2 separate regions of the Mus musculus genome follow, and region 1 is linked to region 2. A link is a contact called in public HiChIP or PLAC-seq data. All regions are on one chromosome and are shown on one strand. Each heading gives the region's core, a stretch centred on a gene start, on an enhancer-like site or on the middle of the called end of the contact. The rest is flanking DNA. Distances are from core to core; before and after follow the strand shown.

Region 1 (5,329 bases), core at 676-3,175, 77 kb before region 2:
CACCTGCCATATCCCTCACATGATCAGACATGAGTGAACAGTCCAAAGGAACTGATGGCATGCTGGGGACACTCCTGGACAGGGCAGACAGGTAGGAGACCACAGCGGGTAAGAGAGGGCAACCAGGTGAGGGCAAAGAAAACGAGGGCATATCCTATAAAGACTTCTCTCATGCTCCCTCCTGACTCGGCCTGGTCAGGAAGGGTGTGTGTGTGTGTGTGTGTGTGTGTGTGTGTGTGAGAGAGAGAGAGAGAGAGAGAGAGAGAGAGAGAGAGAGAGAGAGATGGGGCTCAGGCAGAGGTGGATGCTGGGACAGAAGCCCAGATACCCTCTGTACCATGGCAGGCATTCAAGCCGGGGTTCTGTAGACAAGGCTGGAGAGGAAGGATGCAATCAAAAGGTGTGAAGCATGGAGCTGCAAGAACAGATGTGCTTTAATCAATTCATCCAATAAATATTTTAGGGGCTCCAGACACTGTGCATCTAAAAATGCTGAACAGCAAGCACTTTGGCGGCCACCACGGGCAGAATGGACTGGGGTGGGGGTGGGCCAGAGACCCAGGTGGCTGAGTAGGGCTCTCACTGCTGAAATCTCTCATTTGTTAGGCTCCATTTCCAGCCTCAAGGAAGTTCCTGCTGTCTACCCTCCCTCCTCATGTAGCTCACAAGGGCTGGTGTGGAGGATCCGCCTTCTTGCTGGAGAACCCAGCCTCCCCTAGACAGGGTCCTCATGTAGGGTTGAAACAAGCGCATTAGGTTCGTGGTCCATGGTGTCTTGGGCATGGTTTACTGGCCAGTGCAGAGTGGGCTGCTAGTTCACGTGGACTGGACACAGACTGCATCTACTTCTCCAGCACAGGCATCGTGGAACCAAAGATGGACAGACAGTGACGAACCAGACAGAGCTATCCAGGGAAAACCATAACATACTATAAAGTTATAAGGAACGTTCTCAGAGGCTTGGATTTTGGGGAGAAGACTGTGCAAACTGTATAGACGGGGATCTAGCTGACCCAGTAACTACTGAAGGTGCCTAGGAGTGGGGCCGACCTTCTCTCTACACCCCTACCTCTTCCCAGGAGGACTTGATCTAGTGGCTAACATAAAAGCACTGCGATTACCCTGTCTACCATCCATATCCCCAGGTCTGGGGGTGGAATCCAGGGCCTTGTGTGTACACAATAGGCAAACACTCCAACAATCACCTATATCTCCAGGCCCAAGAAGAATTTCAAGGTTTCCAAATGCTTGAGGCCCATACCAGAACACAAGGCTCTTGTCATAGGGCAGCAGGCAACAGATGCAGGAGGGCTATCTTTGGTCAAGCAAAGGTCAGGGACAAGGGTTGGAGATGTGTGACTCACACTGCTTGAATTAGGGACCCAGAATCCAGACCGTGGGAAGGTATTCATCCACCCATCTACCAGCCACTGCCGAGGTGCTTGCTTGTGGGCCAGGCCAGGGCTAAGGGCTTTACATGTCAATCCCCTTCATTCTTACAAGAGATAGAGATGCTGTGAATCACCAGGTTATGTGAGTCACCAGATCACCTAGTTGCTAAGGGCTGGAACCAAGTGCACAGAGCGGCCTGTGTGTAGCCACAGACACGTACTCCTAGCCACTGCCTGCCAGTTTTAGAGGTCTGCTTTTACCAGGAATGTGGGGTGCAGAGAGAGGAGCAGCAGCAGAAGGTATGTTCATAGAGAGATGGTATTTCCAAGAAGCGGGGGCCTGAAACAAGAAGGCCTAGCCTAAATATGGCTCCAGGGAAAGCAGACAGTAGAACTGGAGGGTGACCTCAGAAGGAGGAGAAAACCTGGTGCCTGGAGGAAGCAGGGCAAGACCGGCTGAGGCCTGACATGAGGCCTCTTGCTCAGAGCCAGAGGCAAGATCAAGTGACCTCTTAAGGATTCAAAACTCAGAGAGACAAAGCCCAGAACAGCCAGGCCTGGGCATGCCTGCTGACCCTGGCTGGCTGGTGGTCTTGGAAACTGCCTCCTGTTCCGGTCCAGCCCCAGCTGGTGTAACCTGGGAGGACCTGTGACATTTCTCTTGGCCTCCCTTCTACAGCCAAGAGCTAATAGGGAGGAGAGAAGGATTAGAGATTCCTGAATGTATCTGGTCCCTTTCCACCATCTCATCTCTACTCCTGGGGTCTGCTGCAGTTGGTATTTGGTTTAAGGGCCCCAGTATGGAGCTAGTCTGTCTGGGTCTGCTTTTCATTTAGGGGACCTAAGAATATGCCTGTATGAGCTGAAGGTCCCCTCCACTCCTTTTCACCCCTTTTCACCTATTTCCAACTGTCCTGTCAGCTACAGTACTCAGCAGAGGCAGGACACACATTCCCAGCTCTCCCTGGGACGGAGCTTGCTCTTGACCTCAGTTCCCACTGCCTGCGGTGCCCTCCCCTGGCTCCATAATCTCGCCTTTTCTTCAAGCTCAGCTTCTTACCACAAACCCACAAAATTCATTTAAAACATTAGACCTTCTGGACCCAGTGGTCAGTGCCTGGAACACCAGCGCTCAGTAGGCTGAGGCAGGAGGAAGCAAGTTCCAGGTCAGCCAGGGCTAAGATACAAAACAACTTCTGATCCCAAAGAACCATGGGGTTCGCCTTATGGGAGCCTCCATTTTGCTTGCACACAGGGAGCTGGGGATGTGGGTGAAGAACAGGCCTGTGGCAGCTCTGAAGGGCAGAGATGGCTCCATGTTTTACAAACTATGGATCCCTGGGCAGAGTTCAGGTGTCCCTGTATCCTTAACTCTCCAATGAAAGCCTAGAACATCCTCTCTGCCCAGGATGGTGTGAGGAGTCCTGGGGCAGTGTTACATACGAGGACAACACACATGTGTACAGAAGGATTTCTCAGCCCAACACCTAGTGCCTGGGGTGCAATCCTTGCTCCTTCCCACCTTTGGGGACATGCCATCCCCTACCAGGTGTCTCCAGGTTCCCGTGTGCCTGTTTTAACTTCCTGGGCCGGTGCTGAACTGCTGACAGGAGCCCTGTCTACTCTGTCTCCCCAGATCCTGCCACAGAATGGGCTCCAAGGAGCAGAGGATGAGTAGATGAGCCGGAGCGCCGCTACCCAGTGCCTATTAAAGCTGCTCGCTGCCCTGTCGGTGAGTGAGCGTTGTCACTGTCTTCTCTGCTTAAGCCTGCTGCTGACAGCGTGGCTCCCTCTACCAATTCTCCCTCCCTGCCACTCTACTCTCTGCATCCTCCAACCTTTCTCTCTCACAGGATTTTAACTAGTCCTTGGCACCAGAGGGTGGTTGCTCTACATGAGGCACTTGTCTGTTATCCTAACTAAAGCATTACCGCAGATCACTTTAGTCCAAGCCACCATCACGGCTGGCTTGTCTGGTCTCCTTTCTACAATGGCTCCCTGTACATCTTGGAATGATTCAAATTCCTTGCAGTGTCTGACAGGCCCTGCCTCTGCCAATCTGGCCCTTGCTTAGCTTTCCTGCCTCTTCATCCCTCAGCTCTTCAAAGCCCAACCCCTCCCTGCCTCAAGACCGTACACACCGCCTGCTGGTCCCCCTGCCCAGTAGGTCCTCCCCGCCTACCATGTAGCTCCTGCGTCCTATTGGTAGCTGGAAGGTCTGGGTTCCCTGATGCAATCTCTCACAACCTCCTTGCTGGCCTTGCCCCATTCTTCTCCACACCTCTACCCAACAAGTGTTCTGCGCCCTTCTGTGTTTCCTGTCTTTCTCTCTGAACCCAAGGTCCTCTGAGAATCAAGCGCCTCTTTTCTGGTGCTTCCAATGCCTGATGCATGCACAGGGAGGGCTGCATAGACATTCCTGTGAGGACAGCGCTGCTACCTCCCATTGCTGGGTGGGGAACAGGCTAGAATGTGGGGCTGGATGGCATCCCAACTCCTCCTGCATTCAGGCCTAGCTGGGTGGTTCCATTATGCACTGCGCTGAGCTGTGACCTGCCCAAACACCCAGCCCCCACGCCCATTCATTTTCCATCCCAGAGTCTGGGAGGAACGGTTTTGGGATTATTTCATTTCTGGATTATCCATGAGACATCTCCCCTCCGGTGAGAAGGATCAAGGGTTTGACATTTTAAACCCTAAGCAGCTTCTCCCTTTGCCTGCTTCAGATCTGCAGCCCTGCTGCTTGCAGGGAGATGCATGGGGAATGCAAGGCCATTTTAATCTTGGCTTGGCTTCATTAGGAAGGAAAAAACACTGCCAAAAAAAAAAAAAAAAAAAAAAAGAAAAAGAAAAAAGCTTGAGCCATTGTTTCTGCCATGCAGACCTTTGAGAGACTCAGATATTATTAAAGTCAATTTTTCTCAAACAGATGGGGAAACAGAGGCCAGGGAAGGACAAAGCTTAAAGACATGTAGCAAGCTAGAAGCCACACAGGGACCTGGTATTCCCCAGAGCCTTTTGGCTCTCATGAATGGCTCCTTGCCACCCTGAGGCACCAGGGCATCTGGGCTCTGACAAAGCGGGGGTCGTAAGTTTCCACTGACTTTGCTTCAGGACCCTGAATCACCCCGACCTCAAGTGGCCTCTCCAGAGCAGGAAGGACAAGTTGGCCCATCAGGAGGCAAAAATACCCAGGAGGCTTTGGGGCAGCAAGAGTAAAGAGTGAGGGTTTTAGTCAAGCTCTAAGTGACTTCACTGCCAATGGTCACATGGGGCCCATTCTGAGAGAGGTCTCTCGCCCCAAAATGGGTCTAGCTGTGGCTGTATTAAAAACAGACTGTTCTTCAAGAAGACAGTTCTTTTTGTTTTTTGGGTTTTCTTTTTGTATTCTTTTTGGCTTGGTTTTGGTTTTTTTTGAGACAGGGTTTCTCTTTGTAGCCTGGCTGTCCTGGAACTCACTCTGTAGACCAGGCTGGCCTCAAACTCAGAAATCCACCTGCCTCTGCCTCCCAAGTGCTGGGATTAAAGGCGTGAGCCACCACTGCCCGGCTAAGATATTTCTTTCAACCCAATTATTCTCTTCAGTTGTCTGGAAACATTTTCTGACTTTTCAACACAGGGGTTTCTATGTAGCTTTGGCTGTCCTGGAACTCACTCTGTAGACTAGGCTGGACTCCAGAGATTCCCCTGCCTCTACCACCTGAGTGTTGGGATTAAAGGTGTGAGCCACCAACAGCCGGGCTCATTTTCTGCCCCGTATATTCCTGAAAAATACTGAAACAGACTTCCAACAGGAAGGCACGGTACCTGAGAGCAAGTGTTTCTGAATAGAACTGGACTGTGGAGAAGCTTGGTTTGAGGAAAGGGACTTGTTTTACTCTCTGGACCGACCCCACTGGTTGTAATTTCCCAGGGGAGAGAGGACAACGTTCGTTGAA
Region 2 (6,063 bases), core at 15-2,514:
TTCGGATCTTATAATGCTTTATGTGATCGCCTCTGTTCTGGTCCCAGTCACGGATGGACAGGGAGTAGGCCCCTGGGTGGAAAGGGTCCTTTAGTTCTCGTCTCCCTCAGAGCAGGAGGAGGCCCCCAAAGGAATTCCCAGAGCCCAGCTTAGCTCTGCCCCTCCACTTGGCCCTGACCCAAGCACTGACCAGCCCACTGTCCTTATTGTCTGGTGGCATGTCTGCCGTACCAACCCACCTTTGGTGGTCTCGCTTTCCCGAATGAGAAAGGCCCCCTGGGGGTTACCAGAGGACAGAAGCTGCCTCTCTGCATCCTTTCTACTGATCTTTCCGAAGTACCACCTGTTAGGAAAAGCAGGCAGAACCAGGCACATTCATTCCAAACGCCAGTTCATCTTCCCCGGAAGTCACCGCAACAGCCAAGTCTCAGTTTCCTCATCTGACAAATGGGTTGTTATAATCTGCTTCATGACTTGAGTATAAGGATCCCAGAGAAGGGGAATGGGAAACTGTCGGGCACACATGGTCGATGCTGAGAAAGACCAGGATTCCTACCCACTGGTGTCTCTTGAATTAAAATTGTTAGATTCTCCCTGGTACAGTGGTATGATCCCAGCAATCAGGAGGCAGAGGCAGGTACCGCTCTGAGTTTGAGGGTACCCTGGTCTACATAGCAAGTTCTAGGTCAGCCAGGGCTACATAGTGAGACCCTACCTTAAAAACAAATAATGAGGGAACAGGGCATAGTGGTACATGCCTTTAATCCCTGCACTTAGGAGTTGGCGGGGGCAGGTGGATCTCTCTGAGTTTGAGGCCAGCCTGGTCTATAGAATGAGTTCTAGGACAGCCGGAGAAACCCTGTCTCTGGGAAAAAAAAAAAAAAGCCATAAAAGTCCCTGGTAGTGTAGTGTATGCCTTTAATCCCAGCACTTGGGAGGCACAGGCAGGCAGATGTTCCAAATCAGTCAAGGTTACATGGTAAGACGTTATATCAAACCAACAAACACACCAACAAACCAAAATTGGTAGAGCCCAGGCATCAGTGACTTTTTCAGGTATCACAGGGCCCTTGACCCTTCTCACTAGACCTCTCCAAAACCCATTTTACAGACAAGGAACTCAAGTCTCAGAGGGGAGCTGGTGTGAACAATTAGTGTCCTCACGTGCCCTGATTCTCTCCCACCACCCTAGGCAATCCTTCAGACTCCTGCCCCACCCTAGCCCCAAATTCTTTCCCTGCTTGTGGCTGTCTGAGACAATGTAGTCCTGAGCTGTGTGCATACAGGGCAGACTGGGGGGTGGGGAACAGATGTGACCACACTCGCTGTAGAAGACTCTGTTGTTATCTGATCATTAAATTGACTGTGCCTTGTGGGCATTGATAGAAAAGAACACAGTTTTCAAATCAGGGCGGGTGAGGACACCTGGGAACGCTGGCACGCTCAGTCCATACCTGAGCACCAGGCAAATCTGGGAGACAGAAGCGGTGTCTGCTAACCGTGTGCCTGGGAAAGCAGGCAGCAAGGAGAAAGGGTTGAAGGGATACCATACACATTGTCAAAGGTTTTCAAGATCATCCTTCAACCCCAGCACAGTGTTGTGCACCTTTGACCCCAGCACTCTGGAGTCAGGAGGCTCTCTGTGAATTCAAGGCCAGCCTGGTCTACAGAACTTTTTCTAGGACAGCCAGAGCTACACAAAGAAGCCCTGTCTTAAAAAAGCCAAAAACTTCCTTAAGAATCAGCAGAGTAAGTTAGCCCCTGGGAGGAGGAGCTTCTAAGAGTGAGATAGCCTGAGCTACATCGCAGGACCTTGCTTCAAAATAAAAACCAAGCCTTAACAGACTGGGCACTTCCTTTGTGGTAGACGACAACTCTGAACATAAATAGACTTGCTTATAATATTCAGAGAAAAGTGCCATGTTTAAACTCATTAGACAGATGAGGAATTGAACCAGCTACCTAGTGGTTAAGCAGCTTGCCTGAGGCCACACTGTGATCCAAAACAGGAACCCAAACTGTCTCCTCTCAGGCCTGGGCTCTTAACCAGGAACCCACACTGAGCACTTTAGACAGCACCTTGCTACCCAAGCTGTGGGCGCAGCTGATCCAACCCTCCACACACACACACACACACACACACACACACACACACACCATTGCCACCCCTCTGATCCACACCCCCCCCACTCCCACACCATGGCCACCCCTCTGATCCAACCCCCACCCTCACACCCACACCATTGCCACCCCACTGATCCAAACCCCACACCCCCACACCATTGCCACCCTGCTGATCCAACCCCCCCCACCATTGCTACCCTGCTGATCCAACTCCCCCCCCAACACACAACACTGCCACCCTGCCCCTCCATCATCCTCCATGCTTTCTGCCGCTCTCCACAATCCAGCCTCTTTCCTCTTGTGCTCTGGGCTTGCCCATGTCCCTCTACTAGAGAAAACCCATCTTACCCCATAAACATCCCCCTGAAACTGCCCCATCCTTCAATCCCTAAACACATACCTTCCTCTTTCCTAGAGGGAAGAAGTTCTGAGTCCTACGTTGCTGTGTTTTAAAGATGTATTTCTTGATATCACTGCACACACATGTGCATGCAAGTGTCCATGGGGGCTGAAAGAGGGCACCAGAGCCCCTGGAACAGTAGCTAATGAGGGTTATAAGTCCCCACGTGGGTGCTAGGAATTGAACCCTGGTCCTCTGGAAGAGCTTCCTGTGCACTGAACCACTGACCCATCTCTACAGCCCCCTACTTTTTTCTTTTTCAACAACAAAATTATTGCATGTTCTGTATTCATGTTGTGTGTGCATGTGCGCATGCATGCTATAACAAAGGAGTGGGGGTCAGAAGTCAGATCCGTGCATGCTGGGTCTCTCCTTTCACCCTGTGGGTTCTGGAGATCAAACTTAGGGGGTCAAGCTTGACAGCAAGTGCCTTTACCTGCTGAGCCATCTTCTGCATGTTTGGTCCCGGCTTCTTAGCTCACCTTCACTTAGATCCATATTTCCCCTCTTGAGACAATACTTTCCTCCCCTTCCACTAACTCCCTCCTTCCTGGGCTCTGCTGTCAAGCCCATGTGACAAAGGTGACTTAGGAGGGTCACCCCATTGCCAAGGATGAGGGCAGCCTCAAATCCCCTCTCTCCTGTTTTCAGAAATTTCTCCTCCAGACTTGGATGTTCTGCACTTGGCCGGGCCTGCTTTTCTCCGCTCTCCAGTGGCTCTTTCTTCACCAGAGTCAAACCCCAGGACCACCCTGTGTCTTGCTTGCTCTCTCTTCCTCCTTTTTCCTACTAGGCAGCTCTAAGTGTCATCTCTACTCAGATGAGGCCCAGTTCCTACCAGCACCAGAGTGCCATAACAAATGACAGAGTCTCAGAGACAATTAGGAACAGGAGCCCCTTCCTCTGGGATCATGAAGTGGCATGGCCCGGCACTTCTCATACACAGGGCAGCCTGGTCTAGCTTCTGGTAACTTCCTTCACGTGTAGTGTTCCTCTCTACAAACCACAAAACAACAATCCTGCCCCACCCCCACCCCCGCCGAATCCATGGACCTCCACTTGTTCCCGTGTCCCCCATTTTATCAACTGACACCACACCTAACTTGTTTCTTCCAAAGATACTGGATCATCCAGTTCCCCTCGCTTCCCAGAGTCCAAGTCCTGAGGACTCTCACTCTGGTTTTGGGGTAGCCAAGACTACCCTCAAATTCACTACAAATGTCAGAATCGTGGGCACAACGCTACTACGCCACTGTCCTGGCTAGCTTTGTGTCAACTCCATACAAGCCAGAGTCTTCAGAGAGAAAGGCAGCTCAGTTGAGGAAATGCCTCCATGAGATCCAGCTGTATGGCATTTTCTCAATTAGTAATCAATGAGGGAGGGCTCAGCTCATTGTGGGTAGAACCACTGCTGGGCTGGTGGTCCTGGGTTCTCTAAGAAAGCAGGACTAGTAAGCCAGTCAGCAGCATCCGCCATGGCCTCTGCATCAGCTCCAGCCTCCAGGTTCCCGCCCAGCATCCTCTATGGCCTCTGCATAAGCTCCTGCCTCCAGGTTCCCCCCCCACCCCCAGCCCCATTTGAGTTCCTGTCCTGATTTCCTTTTGGTGATGAACGGGGAATATGGAAGAATAAGCTGAGGAAACTCCTTCCTCCCCAACTTGCTTTTGGCCATGGTATTTCACTGCAGCAATAGAATCCCTATCTGAGACACGTGTCCAGCCCAGTTCTTCAAAGTCTCTTCCATCATTTTTTTTTTCCCTCACAAATGTATGGGAGAGTTTTGTTGGGAGGAGAGGACTGAAGATGGAATCTAGGACCTGGCTCATGTTAAACTACACTTCAGCTCCTCTCTGTGTCCAACAAAATGAACTCTAAGGACTGTTCCTTACAAGCCTTTTTTTTTTTTTTTTTTTTTTTTTTTGGTTTTCCTAGACAGGGTTTCTCTGTGTAGCCCTGGCTGTCCTGGAACTCACTTTGTACAGTACACCAGGCTGGCCTCGAACTCAGAAATCCACCTGCCTCTGCCTCTTGAGTGCTGGGATTAAAGGCGTGCACCACCACCACGCCTAGCTTTTAATTTATTATGAGTACATTGTAGCTGTCTTCAGACACACCACAAGAGGGCATCGGATCCCATTACAAATGGTTGTGAGGCACCATGCGGTTGCTGGGAATTGAACTCAGGACCTCTGGAAGAGCAGTCAGTCCTCTTAACCCCTGAGCCATCTCTCCAGCCTCCTTTTTTTTTTTAAAAGGATGAGCTTTCTTTCTTTCTTTTCTTCTTTCCTTCTTTCTTTCTTTTTTTTTTTTTAAGATTTATTTATGCATATGAGTATTGTGTCTGTATGTACATCTTTTTGCCAGAAAGGGGGATCAGATCCCATTACAGATGGTTGTGAGCCATCATATGGTTGCTGGGAGTTAAACACAGAACCTCCAGAAGAGAAGCCAATATTCTTAACCAATGAGCCATCTCTCCAGCCCAAATGTTTTTAGGTTTTAAAAGATTAATTTGGCTGGACAGTGGTGGCACACACTTTTAATCCCAGCACTTAGGAGGCAGAGGCAGGTGGATTTCTTTGAGTTCAAGGCTAGCCTGGTCTAGAGAGAGTTCAAGGACAGCCAAAGCTACACAGAGAACCCTGTCTTGAAAAACAAAGGATTTTATAATAATAATATTACTTATGTGTGTGTGTGTGTGTGTGTGTGTGTGTGTGTGTGCGCGCGCGCTCACGCATGCACATGCATGCATATGCATGTGCCTATAAAAGCCAGAAGAGAGTGTCAGATCCCCTAGAGTCACAGATGGATGCCAGCTTCTGTCTTCGGTGCCGGGAAGCCCAGCACTGTTGACCACTGGGCCGTCTCTATAGTTCCCACCCATTATAGGCTTGAACGCTCATAGGTAGTAATCCCTGGGCACACCTCCCACTCTCAGGAATTCTTACACACCTTTCCTTTATAAATTCTACACTCTCTCTGCTATGATAGATGTAGACAGACAGACAGACACACATAGATTTTTGGCATAATATTACTGTTACAGATAGGCAAGGTGTATACTGACTAGCACACGGTATATGTCTAGCTGGGTTCACACACCAGTTCCATCCGTTACTAGCTAGGAAACCTTGGGCAGATTATTCATTCTCTCTGCACTTCAGCTTCCTCATTTGATGTTTTATTTTTTTTAAAAACAAATTCTCTCTGTGTCTGACCTGGAACTCACTATGCAGACCAGGCTAACCTCAAACTCAGAGATGCACCTGCCTCTCCCTTGCAAGTGCTAGGATTAAAGACCCTGGCCAGCTTCCTCATTTGTAAAACAGAACAATAGAGTTTCTATCTGGACCACACAGCAAGTCCTCATTTATAGAACACAGCACCTGCTGTGTTATCTGCTGTTACTTTTTTTTTTTTTCTTTGAGACAGAGTTTCTCTGTGTAGCCCTGGCTGTCCTGGAAGTCACTCTGTAGACCAGGCTGGCCTTGAACTCACAGAAACTCACCTGCCTCTGCCTCCCATGTGCTGGGATTAA

The links. HiChIP or PLAC-seq counts read pairs in DNA pulled down with a chosen protein or histone mark.
Region 1: a contact with region 2 is called in an H3K27ac HiChIP or PLAC-seq map of embryonic stem cells, with 6 read pairs. The contact joins two enhancer-like sites. A contact is called at or near these places in 1 of 15 datasets of contacts at CTCF or cohesin (large pre-B cells), 17 of 484 Hi-C or Micro-C datasets (B cells, the HPC-5 cell line, LSK cells and 7 more), 3 of 115 datasets of contacts at active chromatin or transcription factors (embryonic stem cells and liver) and 1 of 9 other capture datasets (embryonic stem cells).

The regions. Positions count from the first base shown.
Region 1 is chr4:133,067,152-133,072,480 of GRCm38.p6, reverse strand. The region is part of intron 6 of Ahdc1 (AT hook, DNA binding motif, containing 1); the gene reads right to left. Among named protein-coding and RNA genes, the nearest start is that of Gm26615, 14 kb to the left of the region's middle. Within about 2 kb of position 1,925, at least 54 of the 459 cell types and tissues checked have an H3K27ac peak or open chromatin away from gene starts, as enhancers often do. A contact at or near this core is called in embryonic stem cells, where this site is marked.
Region 2 is chr4:132,988,927-132,994,989 of GRCm38.p6, reverse strand. It overlaps Fgr (FGR proto-oncogene, Src family tyrosine kinase), which reads right to left. Exons shown (of 13, transcript NM_010208.4): 6 at 240-343; 7 at 1-72. Among named protein-coding and RNA genes, the nearest start is that of Gm36599, 16 kb to the left of the region's middle. Within about 2 kb of position 1,264, at least 18 of the 459 cell types and tissues checked have an H3K27ac peak or open chromatin away from gene starts, as enhancers often do. A contact at or near this core is called in embryonic stem cells, where this site is marked.